Linked DNA regions of Mus musculus: region 2 is linked to region 1. Evidence: chromatin contacts called from public Micro-C data. All regions are on one chromosome and are shown on one strand. The core of a region is the stretch at or near the end of the contact, and the rest is flanking DNA. Distances in the headings are between cores, read along the strand shown. Region 1 overlaps Epb41l1 (erythrocyte membrane protein band 4.1 like 1). Region 2 overlaps Phf20 (PHD finger protein 20).

Region 1 (3,384 bases), core at 309-2,808:
CTTAAAACATGAAAAACTCCAAAAAATGCATGGTAGCTTGTTTGTGTTCCCCTTCAGTCAAGCAAAGGAAACTGGGGAAAGGGTGCTTGCTAGAAACTCCGAGACCCCCTGTGGGACCCACTGAATCAGAGTTCCAGGGAACCAGCCTTTTAAACAAGTGCCCCAGGCAAGTCTCTTGCAAATTCAACTTTAAGAATCCTGGAAGCTCTACCCAGGAGCCAGACCCTTGGGGGCTTATGTGAGAGTGCAGGGAGAACACGGTCCCTCTTGGGAGGATCCTCAAGTCTCACCAAGGTGGTAAGTCCACTGCACAAACCCAACGCTCCTGAGACTGTCTCAGGACCCTGTGTGTCCTGCCTCCAGGGTGGAAATCAGGGGGCTATTTTCTTAATTGAGAAAGATGAAGACAGGCTTTGGGGAAATCCCATATCTATACCCCAAGTTATTGTATCGGCACTTGTGGAATCCTGGCAGGATTTACCCATTTCAATGTATTCGTCTTCTCGCTCAAGCTGCCGCTCACCGCTCACCAGATTGATCGTGTTCTAGACTTAAGCTCCTGGTTCCATTACCTGAGGGCTGAGGGCTCTGAGCTTGTTACTTAATCTCTCCAAGGCCCTGTTAGGTGAATAAGGATGTTTACAAAGGTCAGATGAAATAATGCCCGGAGAGGGACCGCATGGCCACTGTGTTGCCTGATATGGAAAACTTGGTCTTCCTTATGGAGTCCCAGGACTGTGCCTTGCAGAACTCCAAATCAAAGCTGGAAGGACGCTGGGAACCCTCTGTTTAAAGACTGCCTTTTACTGAGATCCAGAGAGACAAAGACCAACTCGGCACGAAAGATGCGTTTGCTGTGTTCCATGAGTCATTGTGCTTGCTTGTCTTTAATTCACAGCTGGCTTGAGGCAAGGCCAGATCGTGTGCAGAGCGGGCGAAGAGCCAGCTGTGTACCTGCTTTCTCTCCAGTGCTTTGAAAATTGGTGATGCAGTCATGATTTAGTTCATAGAGCGTTTGATTGAACTGGTACCCGCCATGGTCTGAGCTCACCAGATAACAGAGAGCTTTCTTGTGAGGCATAAAACTAACCCAGCTGGGATTCCATAGCTGCCAATATCAATATCACACAGTCAGGGTTGCTTTGGGGGCCTTGAAGCCTGATACTCTAGAAAGGAGGCAAGTTTCTGCACCTACTAGCAGAGGTGACAGACTTAAACATTATGACACCGTGTTGTCAAATATGCATGTCTTGATTGACATTTGTAGTTACCCAGGATGCACATGGTCCCCAGGCTGTAGATTAGACCAGCCCCTTTTCTGAGGGCTTCTGAGGTCCCAGCACAACCAAGACTCAGACTGGTGCACAGCACTCTCCTCTAGACCGCTCATTCCCTCGGGAAAGACTTGGACAGGGTGACTTCTAACATTCCTGAGACGGGCTAGGTCTTGGCCTGGATGCAACTGAAGTGTGATGGAGAAGCTACCCAAAGGGTGAGATGCCCGCAGAGAAAGAATGGGCAGAATGAATGTTGGTGAGCTAGGACCAGAGTTAAGGGGTGTGCCCCACCTGCTGGTGACAACTGGAACTGCTGACAGAGGGACCGGTTCCAGCCACCACCTCCTTAGCCCTGAAAACTGTAGTCGGTACTCATGAGGAGTACAGGAGCCCACCTTGGAGTTATGGACCATTTAGAGCTGGCTTTTAGGGCCTTGGCATTTATGGGTTCTTGAGGATTTGCAAAATAGGGAGGAGTCATAGACAAGAACTTCACTCTGTCCTCCGGTAGGTGATGTTACCTCTGTGAGTCTCGTTGCATAGGTGATCTTAAAGGGGACCAGAGTGTCATCCCATTGGGAGGTCATTGGCAAGGCTAACTGAACAATGAAGGTGGGAGTTCAGTGTCCCCTAAGAAGTGTTGACAGTTATGGGACACTGCTGAAGGTGACTGGATCCCTGGCCCAATATGGCTCTCTAGAGGACCCTGCAAGGACATGCCACCAGAACTCCCAGAGACATCTCTAAGCTTGCTGGGTCCCACCCAAGCCAAGGGGAAAAGCAGCAGGAACTTGAACTGTTCCCATTGGTCAAACCCAGGTAGTTTGAAAGCCAATTAAGGGGTGGTGGTGGTGGTGTGGATGTGTGTAGCACTGTGCACACCTCTGTGTGTGTAGGGGGGTAGTGGTGTGTGTGTGTGCATTACTAGGCACACCTCTGTGGGGGGGGCATCTTCCTTAGTCACTCTCTACCATTTTTAAAATCATCTTTATTTATGTGTGTGTTTATCTACAGTGTGTGTATGTATGTATGTTTGTGTGTGTATGTATATGTATGTGTTTATCTACAGTGTGTGTATGTATGTATGTTTGTGTGTGTATGTATATGTATGTGTTTATCTACAGTGTGTGTATGTGTGTATGTGTGTGTGTGTATGCATGCAGTGCATGTGTCTGTGTGGGGTATGTATGTATGTTTGTGTGTGTATGTGTATGTATGTATGTATGTGTGTGTGTGTATGTGTGCATGCATGTGTCTGTGTGGGGTATGTATGGCGGTCAGAGGACAACTTTGCAGAGTCTCTCCTTCGTCCCTGGGGCCCTGGGGATTGAACTTTGGCTTTCAGGCTTGGCAACAGCACTGTCACCCATTGAGCCATCTCACCAGCTCCTCTACTTTATTTTTTGAGATAAGCCTCTCATGGAACTCGGAGCTCACTGATTCAACTAGGCTGGCTGGCCAGTGAGCTCCGGGCATCTGCCTGGCACCTCCTCCCCAGAGCTGGGACCACACCTGGCTTTTTTTCATAGGTTCTGGGGATCTGAACCCAAATCCTCCTGCCTGTCTGAGGATTTTACTAATTATGGCATCTCCTCAGCTTCTCAAAGACAACTTTTAAAAAATATGACTGTGACCCCCACTATAAGTTCGAATCATAGCCTGAGCCATGACACCTCCGGCAGGCTTGAAGTCAGAGTCTAATGATGGTATTCTAAACTCCCTCAAGTGTTAGTGAGAATGGGGTTCTGGCCAGAAGGCACAGGATTGCCTTGCTGTTGTTATCTGTCTTTTCCCTCAGAATGGCTCCTTCCTGACTGACCCTATGAACTAACATGTTAATATGGGGCTTACAAAGCTGGACTATTTACAGACTATGTGTGTCTCTCCTGCTCGCTCTCTCTCTCTCTCTCTCTCTCTCTCTCTCTCTCTCTCTCTCTCTCTCTCTCTCTCTCTCTCCTTTTCCTCTGGCCTGGGCCTCCCCTGCAGGCCCAGAGGATCCACGACACTTCTCAGCAGGACTTGGTCCCTGGAACAGCAGCAGGCTTGGAAGTGTTCACTCAGAAAAGCCTCGCAGCGTCTCCTGAGGTTACTGTCTTCACTCTCCCAC
Region 2 (3,384 bases), core at 248-2,747, 220 kb before region 1:
ATATTCTGCCACACCTTACAGTAAATTCTCTGTGTGTGCTGTAGTCTGTACAGAGGTGATCGCCTCACATGGGCACTTCTGAAATGGCTCTTGGCACTAAAGAACTAAGGACTCTTTACCTTAATTTGTTTACTGTGTGTGACCTCCATGGGGTCAGTGGTGACCTAGCTAGGTCATTGTGTGGCTACAGCTTTGTTGGTGGAGGTCAGAAGGGAGCACTCCCCATCTCCTCTCAGCCCTGTGGCCCTGCTTCAGGTGCCTCCTGTGTTCTGACTTGTGTTGCTTCTTTAATTTTCACAGTGTGAAGAGTGCCAGTGCTGGCAGCACGGGGTCTGCATGGGCTTACTGGAAGAAAACGTGCCTGAGAAATACACCTGCTATGTTTGCCAAGACCCTCCAGGTAGAGACTGCTGGAGTTGGGATGTGAGCAGCGTGTAATCGCTTCCTTAGACAGCAACTTTCAAGACACCATGTCTGTGCTCTTGATGAATCTTTGCTGATGGCTAGGTGACTCTGATCACCTTTGTTGCAAGCCCTCCTGGTGGCCAGTCCTTCTGAACGTAGCAGTAAGGGATGTGTCTGAAGATGCTTACCTAGCAGAAGGTCTGATCTGAAATGTAGTGGGAAACACACATGACATTGTTGACAAGAAGCACAGAGTTCCGTAGGTCTGATAAAACTATCCAGTGTGGAATGCTCCATGAATTATTCTGTTGGTCTTGCTCAGGGCCTGGCTGATCTTTTGTTCCAGTTTTGGCAGACACTTTCTTCCTTGAGAGCTCTGAGGATGGGCGTGTGGCTCTCTCTGTTGGTGCCATTTCAGGGATGTCGGAGGGCACATTTGCACACACACACACACACAAACATCCCAGCCCCCATTGTGTCACTGCCCCTGGAAGGGATGAGCCTTGCCTGCTCTGGAGCACTCTTAAGCGGAGTCTTGCTCGGCTCCTTAGTGGGGGTCATTGGTTAATGGGTAGTGGCTCTTGACTGTCCCTTCCACCATGCCCAGCCTGTTTCAAGGTTTCTTAGTGACTGAAGAGTGAATGAGTCAGGTTGGAAGGTGCTGTCTCCTGAGTTTTTGGAACAGGACGTGCTGCCTAGTCCCTGAGCTTAGTTTTCTGTCCTTTCTAAAGAGACTTGTGATGAGCCGGACCCAAGAGCCATCCAGGTCATCTGTTACGATGGGAAGCAGAGATGGGTCCAGAGAAGGGAGGGCTGTCACCTGTCTAGTTAAGGTCTGGGGCCTGTCACTTGTCTAGTTAGGATCTGGAGTCTTCTGTTCATACTCAGTCCATTTGAGACACATTCCAGGCTCTGGAACTGCAGCCATCAATATGACGGATCCTTTTCTGTCTTTTAATGAGACTGGGGACAAAGAACAGAAGTTGAAACAAGTTAAATAAACCCAAGACAGGTGTACAAGTGAAGCTAGGAGGGAAAGCAGAGAGGGGGAGCCAGAGGCTCTCTGATGCTGGCTGGTGGCCAAAGGCCTGCCTGAGGAGATGGGGAACATCTGTCCTGGAGAGGCCCAGGGGATGCCTTGTCAGAGCTCTGGAGGAAAGAGGTCAGGCCAAGGAAGAGATTTGTGTGTGTGTGTTTCTAAAACTCAGACAAACCATGATAAGGGTGGAGTGAGGAGAAGAGGAAAGAGAAGGATGCTGTCAGCCTTAATCGATCGATAGGGATTTGGGGTTTCCTTCTGTGAGCAGTCAGAAGCTGTGGGAGAGTGAGTGGAGGGGGGAAGGAAATGACTTCAATCTGAAGAGGTAATTCAGCCGGCCATGGTAGTGAACATTTGTATCCCAGAACTCTCCAAACAGAAGCAGGAGGAACAGGTTCAAAGCCAGTTTAAGCTACATGGTTAGTTTAAGGGTTGTCTGAGCCATGTGAGGCCTTGTCTAGAGAAAGAAGGGGAGGGGGCAGAAAAGATGGGAAGGGAGGGAGATAGTTGAAAGGAGGAAGACTACTGATCAGAATTGGAATCCGTGCTCTAGCCCCTGCTGCGGGTAGGAGGGCCCAGGCCTTATTTCAGCTTTGTCTCCAGCACCGAGTAGAGGCCAAGGAAACGTGAACAGAATGAGCACAGCCATCAAAGCACAGGACCGCGGAGGGGACAGGACAGCCTGGGTTCCTCAGGCATGTTTGACTGTTGCAATGTCGTCTCTTTAGGTCAGAGGCCTGGCTTCAAGTACTGGTATGACAAGGAGTGGCTGAGCCGGGGACACATGCATGGTCTGGCATTTCTGGATCAGAACTACTCCCACCAGAATGCCAGGAAGATCGTGGCCACCCACCAGCTGCTCGGGGACGTGCAGAGAGTGATCCAAGTGCTGCACGGCCTGCAGCTCAAGATGAGCATTCTGCAGTAAGTGTGTGCCTGCAGCTCTGGGCAGGAGCTTACTCAGGCTCTCAGTTCAGTCAGGTTTGGGGAAAAAGGGAAAGCCACAAAGACCTGTACCACAAAATCTGTTACTATGCTGAGCATGTGGCTTCGGGTTGAGTGTTTGCCTAGCATGTGTGGCACTGAGTTTGATTACCAGTACGCTCCCCCACCCCACTCCCCCAAAAGTCAGTTATGTAATAAACGTTTCTTTGTAAAGCAGTTGACTTATTGAGGAATACTTTGCATGTAATTAAGTTCACTTATTTTAAGACCTCATTGAATTTGATAAGTGCATATATTCAGGCAACTAACACTGTAAACCAGGACATGATGTGTGCATTTGGTTTCTCTTGTTTGCCCGTACAGGAATGTGTGTGTGTGTGTGTGTGTGTGTGTGTGTGTGTGTGTGTGTGTGTGTGTGTGTGTGTGTGTGTGTACCAAATGGCACATGGTCAGAGGTCAGAGGACAGTTTGCAGGAGGTGGTTCTGTCCTTCCACCATGTCTTAGCCTTCCCTTGAGAAATGGAATTATAGATGTTGGCCACTATGGCTTAATGTATTCACTCACAGCTTGTGTTGTGTTACCTTTGGGTGTACAGTTACTTGTTTTACACTGAGGTTTTTTGGGGGTTTTTTTGGTTTTTTTTTTTTTTTTTTTTTTGGTTTTTTTGGTTTTGGTTTTTTGAGACAGGGTTTCTCTGTGTAGCCCTGGCTGTCCTGGAACTCACTCTGTAGACCAGGCTGGCCACGAACTCAGAAATCCGCCTGCCTCTGCCTCCCAAGTGCTGAGATTAAAGGCGTGAGCCACCACGCCCAGTGAGTTTTTTTTTTGTTTTTTTTTGTTTTTTTTTTACATTTATAGTGAGGGCTTTTTAAATTGTGGTAAAATATACATAATGCCAAATACCAAATTTGCCATCTGAACCTTTCTATTTATATCTATTTATTTTTTCTTTTTATAATAGGGTATCTTTATTTAGTACTGGCTGTCCTGAAAC

The links. A called contact is a pair of places that touch in the nucleus more often than the background predicts.
Region 2: a contact with region 1 is called in a Micro-C map of palatal mesenchyme, with 2.6 times the contacts expected there. The contact joins two enhancer-like sites. A contact is called at or near these places in 1 of 39 promoter capture datasets (hippocampal neurons), 2 of 15 datasets of contacts at CTCF or cohesin (the NIH/3T3 cell line and embryonic stem cells), 65 of 484 Hi-C or Micro-C datasets (3T3-L1-derived adipocytes, B cells, the Ba/F3 cell line and 46 more), 4 of 115 datasets of contacts at active chromatin or transcription factors (the HPC-7 cell line, astrocytes, bone marrow-derived dendritic cells and 1 more) and 3 of 9 other capture datasets (adipose tissue, liver and pancreatic islet).

The regions. Positions count from the first base shown.
Region 1 is chr2:156,514,408-156,517,791 of GRCm38.p6, forward strand. All of the region lies in intron 15 of Epb41l1 (erythrocyte membrane protein band 4.1 like 1), which reads left to right. Among named protein-coding and RNA genes, the nearest start is that of Gm33977, 17 kb to the left of the region's middle. Within about 2 kb of position 1,559, at least 14 of the 459 cell types and tissues checked have an H3K27ac peak or open chromatin away from gene starts, as enhancers often do. A contact at or near this core is called in palatal mesenchyme, where this site is marked.
Region 2 is chr2:156,296,349-156,299,732 of GRCm38.p6, forward strand. It overlaps Phf20 (PHD finger protein 20), which reads left to right. Exons shown (of 18, transcript NM_172674.2): 14 at 301-400; 15 at 2,173-2,368. Among named protein-coding and RNA genes, the nearest start is that of Cnbd2, 14 kb to the right of the region's middle. Within about 2 kb of position 1,498, at least 43 of the 459 cell types and tissues checked have an H3K27ac peak or open chromatin away from gene starts, as enhancers often do. A contact at or near this core is called in palatal mesenchyme, where this site is marked.